2 separate regions of the Mus musculus genome follow, and region 2 is linked to region 1. Evidence: chromatin contacts called from public HiChIP or PLAC-seq data. All regions are on one chromosome and are shown on one strand. Each heading gives the region's core, a stretch centred on a gene start, on an enhancer-like site or on the middle of the called end of the contact. The rest is flanking DNA. Distances are from core to core; before and after follow the strand shown.

What was found. HiChIP or PLAC-seq counts read pairs in DNA pulled down with a chosen protein or histone mark.
Region 2: an H3K27ac HiChIP or PLAC-seq map of large pre-B cells shows a contact between it and region 1, with 4 times the contacts expected there. The contact joins two enhancer-like sites. A contact is called at or near these places in 2 of 484 Hi-C or Micro-C datasets (both in embryonic stem cells), 5 of 115 datasets of contacts at active chromatin or transcription factors (embryonic limb bud, embryonic stem cells, large pre-B cells and 2 more) and 2 of 9 other capture datasets (embryonic stem cells and liver).

Annotation. Positions count from the first base shown.
Region 1 is chr11:119,417,795-119,421,700 of GRCm38.p6, reverse strand. It overlaps Rnf213 (ring finger protein 213), which reads right to left. Exons shown (of 68, transcript NM_001040005.3): 12 at 3,402-3,627; 13 at 2,473-2,528; 14 at 1,482-1,635; 15 at 223-387. Among named protein-coding and RNA genes, the nearest start is that of Mir1932, 29 kb to the right of the region's middle. Within about 2 kb of position 2,145, at least 56 of the 459 cell types and tissues checked have an H3K27ac peak or open chromatin away from gene starts, as enhancers often do.
Region 2 is chr11:119,953,727-119,957,747 of GRCm38.p6, reverse strand. It overlaps Baiap2 (brain-specific angiogenesis inhibitor 1-associated protein 2), which reads right to left. Exons shown (of 14, transcript NM_130862.4): 2 at 571-646. Among named protein-coding and RNA genes, the nearest start is that of Gm11767, 13 kb to the right of the region's middle. Within about 2 kb of position 2,092, at least 135 of the 459 cell types and tissues checked have an H3K27ac peak or open chromatin away from gene starts, as enhancers often do.

The sequences.
Region 1 (3,906 bases), core at 896-3,395:
TCCTGACACTGTATCTCCATCACCTCACAGCAAAGGGACCAGCCAGGCCCAGCATCACTTCCCATCAGGCCATGGGTTGTCAAGGTCCCTTCTTTACAGAAGGAACTCCCTGGCTAGAGTTCAGGCCATGATCACAGCCCTTGATCAGTAGGGATGGTCCCCAGTCCCCTATGTCCACACCTATATGCCTTTGGCAGCTTTGTAGCTCCCGGGAAGGCTTACCGCCATCTCTTCAGAATAGGTAAGTCGGACATAGGCTGAGCTAATGGAGAGCATGCGACTTTTAAACAAGCTGCGCAGCCAGTTTCTCGTGGTGGCCAGGGCCTCCTGAAGGGTGCTTGTCACCAAGTCTTCGTAAGATTTTTCGGGCAGCCCCTCGTCAGTATGCTGTAGACACAAGAGAGGGATTACAAAATCTATAGTCACCATCGATCCAGAAGACCTGAGTCTGATCCCCAGAACCCATAGGATGGAAGGAGAAAATTGACTCTTACAAGTAGTCCTGACTTCCAGACCCAGACCATGGTGTGGGCTCTGTGTCTCTGTCTCTGTCTGGGTCTTTCTCACATACACTCATGCGTGCACATGCAAATGCACATACATGCATACATACACGCAGTATAAATTTTGTAAAGAAAAACTAAAAGGAATAACATTAAAATATACATTTAACTATCTATCTCCCATCGATAAAGTCAGAGTTGTGTTTGTGAAGAAAGTCAGTGAAAAGACAGTGAAAAAGTCCGCTAGCATTTCCAAATGGAGGCGCACAGACTCAGGTGGGGGAGTGACCCACAACAATGAGAGAACACTATCTCAGCTGCACAAGGCAACTGAAGGTGACAAGAAGAATCAAGTTCAGAAGCCGGGCGTGGTGGCGCCCAGCAGAGGCAGGTGGACTTCTGAGTTCGAGGCCAGCCTAGTCTACAGAGTGAGTTCCAGAACAGCCAGGGCTACACAGAGAAACCCTGTCTCAAAAAACCAAAAAAAAAAAAAAAAAAAAAAATCAAGTTCAAAGAGAGGTAGGAAGATCTGACGAGGCAGCCACGGAATGCAGCTCTCTCCGGCAAGCACAAAGGACTGCAAGCTGGTGAAGGTGCAGGTGTACTGGGCCACCTCTAGGGACACCAATTTTGCTCTTCAGTTTAACTTAAAGTTCCCAAGGGGAAAACAAGGAGTGGACCTGTGCTCAGGGTAGGATGGTCCCCAGTGTGTTCTGTCAACAGTGGGAAAGAAGTACCCAGTTAACAGTGGGGTTCTGCTCTTTAGCTTGCCCTTGGACATCAGAAGCCTGGCCTACCACCTCCCTCCCTCCCTCCAACCCAAGCCCCAGAACTGCCTCCAGCCCAGAGAGAGCTCAGCTGGAACAGAGAGCCTCAGTCAACTCCCTCATGGCTGAATCAGCTCGGATTCCCTTTCAAATTGAGGTTACCGGAAGCCTACGCCTCCAATACAGTGTCAGACGAACAAGTCCCACTCACCCCTGGAGGACTGAGCTCAAGCAGTTTACAGATAAGCTCAGCAGACAGGGCAGGAATCTCAAAGAACTGGTGGTTAGCTGTGATGTTGCAGACAGTTTCATGGAGGGTCAAACACTCAGTCAAGTAGATCTGTAGCAGGTTCTCCCCAAAGATCCTACCCAAAAAAAGTACAGAGAAATCATTGAAATAGGTGAGAAATGAGAATAGCGAAGAGGGGAAGAAAAAGGTTAAATTAAAAAGAGCGGGTCCTCTGTGTGGGGTGTCTCCTGGCCTACACGTGCTGGTTCGTGTTTACTGAGTGTGTTTGCACACGGGGCAAGCAGGGGTTTAACTACTCAGCATGCCTGACATGCTGGGTTTCAATCCTCAGTTTGCAAAAGAAAAAGGGGGTGGAGGCTGGAGAAAGGGCTCAGTAGTCAAAAGCACTTGCTGTACTATCGGAGGACTTAAAGTCTGGGTCCCCACAGAACAAATGTCTGTGACTCCAACTCATGGCAGCTGCAGGCTGAAGTCAAGGCAGAAAAAGATCTGACCATCAGCACTGGTCTCTCCCCACTTCCTGACTTCAGATGCAGCTCGAGACCTGCTTCCTGCTCCCCTGACAGGGCTTCCCCACCGGTGTGGACTGTAGCCCTCAAACAGTGAGAGAGAACTCACCCTTCCTCCAACTGCCTGTGCTCGGCTCCTGGTCAGAGCCAGGGGAACAGGAAGTCATACGATCACGTTTGACTTCTCCAAACGCCTGATTGCCTCCAGATGGAAGCCAGGACTCGGGAAGTACCGTGAAGGGACACACAGCAAATGGAGCAGGGGCAAACCTTGATCAGCCAGAGCTGGACACACAGCGCTTCATGGCTTGGAAAGCGTGGTGTTGGTTTGCAATCTCCCCAGTGAGGCAGCATGTGTGCAGGAAGCTGTGGCCAGCAGGGACAGCCACCATTCCTCCCAGAGCTGTGTGGAAAACAAAGCTGCCTTTGGCCTCTCTACTTACCTGTGCTGATAAATGTCCACAAGGTGCATCAGCATTTTAAAGACGTTCTCGACATCCTAAGACAGTGAAGAGAAGGGAGGATGTAATCTTGACGTGGCTGTGTTTGTGGAGATTGAGCCAAGAAAAGAAAGGCCTCTGGACACACAGAGCACTGATTCCAAACAGCTACGCTTCTGCCTCACATTAGTAAAGTCACAATACAAAATCACAAGGCTTTCTGTCTTCTGAGCATACCTGTGTGTGTGTGTGTGTGTGTGTGTGTGTGTGTGTGTGTGTGTGTGTGTGTGTGTGTGTTTTCACACGTGTGTAGTAGACTGTGTTTGCTCAGAAGCCATCCATTTGCTTCTGAGACAGCATCTCTCATTGGCTTGGAAATCACCAGTTAAGTGGCTGGACAGTAAGCAAGGATCTGGCCCCTGTAAGTGCAGGCCACAGTGTGCTGGGAGTCAGTGTGGTTCCATTCATTCAGATCCTCAAGCTTGTGTGGCAGGCAGGCACTTTACCAAATGGACCATCACCCAGCCTGATAGATCCATGTTCTCTGTGTGTCTCAGGTCACACCCACCCTGCCTTAGAGTTCCACCAAGCACAGCTGTTTAAAGAAATTAAGATAGAAGTTGAAAAAGCTATTGATAAACTCAGGCAAACTAGCCTTTGCCCACAGGAAACATCACCACACCTAGCAGAACCAACGTCATTACATCTGACTAAATCTACACGCCACCACCACCCCCACCCCACCCCTCTCGTGTGTGTGTGTGTGTGTGTGTGTGTGTTTTCACTCCTCCCTCACTCACCTCTCTTTCCTTGGGCTTGTGGTGCTGAGGATGAGACTCGGGCTTTTGCTCTAACACTGAGTGCTCCCCGCCCTGTGGCAGTTAACCTGTTCTTCCTAAGCCAGCACTTGCTAACCTGTCCCCACAACACACCTTCTTCATGTTCTGGTTTGAGATCTTCCTTAGCCCTGGAAGACGGTATGAAATCCCTTGCAAACAGTCCAGGACCCTCACGGGCACATCACTCAGGTAGTCTATGGAGTTCTCCAAGTAGGAAGATAAGCTTTCAAGAGGGACCACGCTGAGCCAGGAGCGGAAGAGGTACTCATCCACGCGCAGCAGGGCCATCTTACTCTGCATGAACTGGAGGGGCTGGCTCCTGGGGAAAGGCAACACACGGCACGGTGAGACGGCAGCAGTCAGGACAGCAGGCTCTGATCTAAAGGGTTGCAATGCTTTGTGGGAAACGAAAGTCAAGGTACCCCTGAAGACTGGATGATTCCTTCCAGACCATGAGGGGCTCTCTGCTTCATCCTGTACCATATCAGGGGCAGAACTGGATGGAGCGGCAAGCTTTGTGTGGATTCAGTTGGCAGAAACTGAGACCCAAGAGCCCAGGGTGACTGCTCATCCCTGTCGCTGTGGTCAGCCTGCATCA
Region 2 (4,021 bases), core at 843-3,342, 540 kb before region 1:
CTGCAGAGAAGGGTAGGGCAGTGGCCCTGGGAGAGCCAAGGGGAGCCCTCCAACATCCTCCTTATGTCTCACATAATCAGGAGGCCAGCCCTCAGGGCTTTGGCTCAGTGCTGTGAGTTCCAATAGACCAGGCCCATGGGGTATTCTCCTCCCACATCTCACCTCAGTGACCTCTGGGATTATTCAGGAGATTGTTGCCATGGTCCTACTACAGGGTCAGGTGTGCTTGGAGCAGCCATCAACAGAATAGATTACGGTACCTGAGAGGACTGTGGTGCTGGAGGCCACTTGGTAGTGCTGTGGTAAAGTCCCCACTAGCACCAACCCCAATCCTTTACTTAACATGAAATTCCAAAGAATAGACATATCAACACCCTTGTCTCTAAGCAGCCTGCACTGAGACCAGCCTGTATGGTAAGGGCCTGTGGTCACAGTAAGTGCAGGGTCACACTCTGAGCATGGGGGTGCACACACACTCTACTCCTCTCATCCAGATGAGGCCTAGTAGCTTCTCCCCAGGCAGTAAGAGGCTGGAAGAAAGCTCATCTGCTAGCCAGGGGCCAGCTATACCTGCCAGTGCTTTCTCATAGTTCTTGCCCATGGCGATGAAGTTGCGGAGGCTGGGGTTGAACTGCTCCATGATGGTCTGGAAAAGAACAGAGAAAGCAGCGTCACCTCACCACCATCCACCCATAGCTGGGATCCAGGGCTCAGCCTGGATGGGGTCAGGAACACTGCCAACCTCCCCAAGTTGAAGCCCCAGCTCTGCCTGCTGTGAGCACTGCACCCAGGTGTGGACAGGAGCCTTCTGTAGAGGGCTGTCTGCACAGCAACAAGGGTCCTCGCAGGGCCGCATGGCACAGGCAGCACTCACAGCCATGGCTTCTGAGGCACCAGGCTGGCGGGGCTGAGTCAGCCGTGGGAGGCCACCCGTCGGCCACACACAAATGCTCAGCGACGCCCCCCACACCACCACCCTAACTCAACACACCAATTACCAACATCAGCTCTGATTACAGCAGTGCACAGCCTGATTTACAAATACCATGCTATGAACAATCCAACAGGCTCCGGATCTGTTTACACGACGGACTGCAGTCCCTGTGCCAATATCGGCAGTTCTTAGACTCAAGAAATTAGATTTTCACTGCGAAGGCCAAATAAATGTTTTAATTACATGGCATAAAAACAGGCACACACAAACAGCAGCCAAATGAGAATCCTACTAGCAGAATACCCACACTGTCAACAGCCTACGCCAGTCAGGGAAGACCCCAGGAGGAACTTTGAAAGAAAACCTGACCAGACCACATCCTAAGCCATGGGGGACAGTGCCGTACAAGGAGCCCAACTCTTTGAGGATGATGGAAACGGAAGCCACCAGGCTCTATACCAACTCTGTCCAACTGGTGGCCTCATTGAAGAGCCAACACAACAGATAAGAGGGACATTTAAAGGCACCAGGGCCAGTGTCCACAATGGGGCCTGGCTCTGGAAAACCCACGGGTGGATACATTCTATATTGGCCTGCCCTTAAGTATGGCAGGATACCATCAGCATGAGACATGAAGACCCTCCCTCATTCCTGGGAATGAAGACTCCAGCTCTAAGCTACCATTCACTCATCCCTTTCACATGTGGGCCTGGCTTGCTGACCCGTCACTCCACGAAGGCTCCCAGAACACAGGAACCTCACGCAGCAACACTTCTCAGCCAAATCTACAGGGCCGGGGGCACTGTCTTCCTGGTTATCTCTTCATGCTAGCCCAGAGACCACACATGGAAGGGACACTCAGCAACCAACCAATCTCCAGGTCCCATCCCACAACCAGCAACTAGGGAGGGGAGGCAGAAGGGCTCCAACAAAGCTGGAGACAGGAGGGCAGGAAGGACCAGTTGTGACTAAAAAAGGAGGCAGGTAGGCCAGAGCAGTGTAAATGCCCCCGGCCAAGCAAGCAGCCCTGAAGGGGCTCCAGGAGCAAACAGGAGAGGAAGTGAGTGAGTGTAGTAATGTCCCTCAGACAGGATAGGAAACTGGGAGGGAGCGTCTGAGTAGAGCCAAGCTGGAAGCATTAAAAAGGCCCCAGGCTGTAGAGACTCTAGTCAAGGGTCAAACAGGAAGTTAAGAGGAACCTCCCTGCTGATTATGAAGGGAAGGAAGGAGGTTCCCGTCAGGACCCAATTCCTTTGTATACCAGGCAGTGTCTGAGGACAGTTGGGACCTGACTGGAGAGACAGGAGAGGCAGACACAGGGGACAGGAAATTGAGGTGGATGTATATTGTGTTAGGGAATCTATCTGAACTGTGCAATCCAAAGAGTACCTGGGAAGCAGACAGGGGTGTTACATGGCAAAATGCTGAAGAAACTGAGTCTAGGAGTAGACCCACGAGTTTGGCTCTAGGAATGCCCCTGAGGATCCTGGGAGGAAAAGGAGGCTTAGCTTAGATCAGTCCTCTGAGCTTCATTAACATCCTGAATGACAGGAGAATATACCAGAAACCACTCAAGGCCAAGTGAGACAGACCGCTGAGGCACCTGCCATGCCTCCTGTGATGCAGAGGGCAACTGTAAGGTTTCACTTCCTCAATGCAGTTGAGCTCATACAGGAGGAATGCAAGAGGGAGTTATCTGGGCAATGTGGGTGTTGAAGTGCCAGCCAGGACACCTAGGCATGGCCACAGCCTCCACCTGCTCAAGAGCAGCCAGTTAGCCTGGGATGTACTGTGTCTGCTGTCTTGGCCTGAAGGCAGTGGCGGCAGCATGAATGCCATTGGGCTGACACTCTGAGGGAGGCCTCTCCTGGCCATAGAGGACCAGTTTCTTTCCAGGTCTGCAAAGAGACACCTGCCCTGGCTGGAAAAGTGGGCCTGCTCTGAAGGAGCAGGCTTATTTCCAGGCTCCTGGCCAGTGTCCTGACTTTTCTTTGAGTCACTTGGCTTCCAGCTACCTTATAAGGAAACCCAGTGGCTCACAAAGTGGGAATCCATTTGGGGTGTGTGCACATACAGGTGTACCCCCACATCTGCTTATGTCGGGATCTCTGAGCTCAGTCCAACTCATTATTCTAGGGTTCATTTAGAAGCCATTCTGACATAGTAAGCCATACTGCCCTGGTGGCTCTTCCTGCCCCACTTCACCCAGCCCCTCCTGGGTGAGTACACTCCCTGCCCACCAGCTCTAGACTGGCTCCTCATAAGAGAACAAGCTCGTGCCTGGAGCGGTGTGAGGAAGGTGCTAAGCAGAAGCAGTCAGCTGGAAGGGTTTGCTGACCAAGGAAGGGATGCCTTCCTTATCAACACCAAGGAGCACCAAGGAGAAAAGCAGAAGCTGCACTTTTGACCTTGCAAAAAATAAACAAGCTGGGTGCTAAGGGCGCTCTCGAGGCAGAGCAGGTCAGCTCTAAGTTCAAGGCCAAAGTTTCAGGGCACCCAGGGCTACACAAAGAAACCCTATCTCAAAAACAAAAACAAAAACAAAAAACAAAAACAAACAACAACAACAACAACAACAACAAAACCTTAAAAACAAAAGATAAAGAACAGAACAAAAGAGAAAAGTCAAGACAAGACAAACTCAAGATTCAGAGGAGGAGCTGAAGGAGCCTCCCCATCCCTGAAACCTAAAGCCAGCTCTCCATGCTGAGAGCTTCATGGTCCTCAGAGGGCACTCTCAAGCCTAGGGGCAACTGAGGCCATCTCTACTGCTTGGACAGAATCCTACTCAGTGAGCAAGCCTCACACTTCCTTCAAAACCCAGGCCTGTGACCTGCCTGTCCCAAATGCACTGTGACTGTGGGGTGGCTTTTGGGTGGCTTTTCTGGACCAGGAACTATATTTAGAACCAGAATTCTTTTACTTATCCACCTGCTCATTCAGTACTTATTAAAGATACCTTCCACATGCCACTAAGGGGTGCCTGCAAACTCACAGGAGACTATTCTATGGAACACGTCCCAAAAGGACTGGGGCTTTGGGAAACTCACCGAGAGATCAGCAGAGCTCAAGCCAAGTTTAATGTGG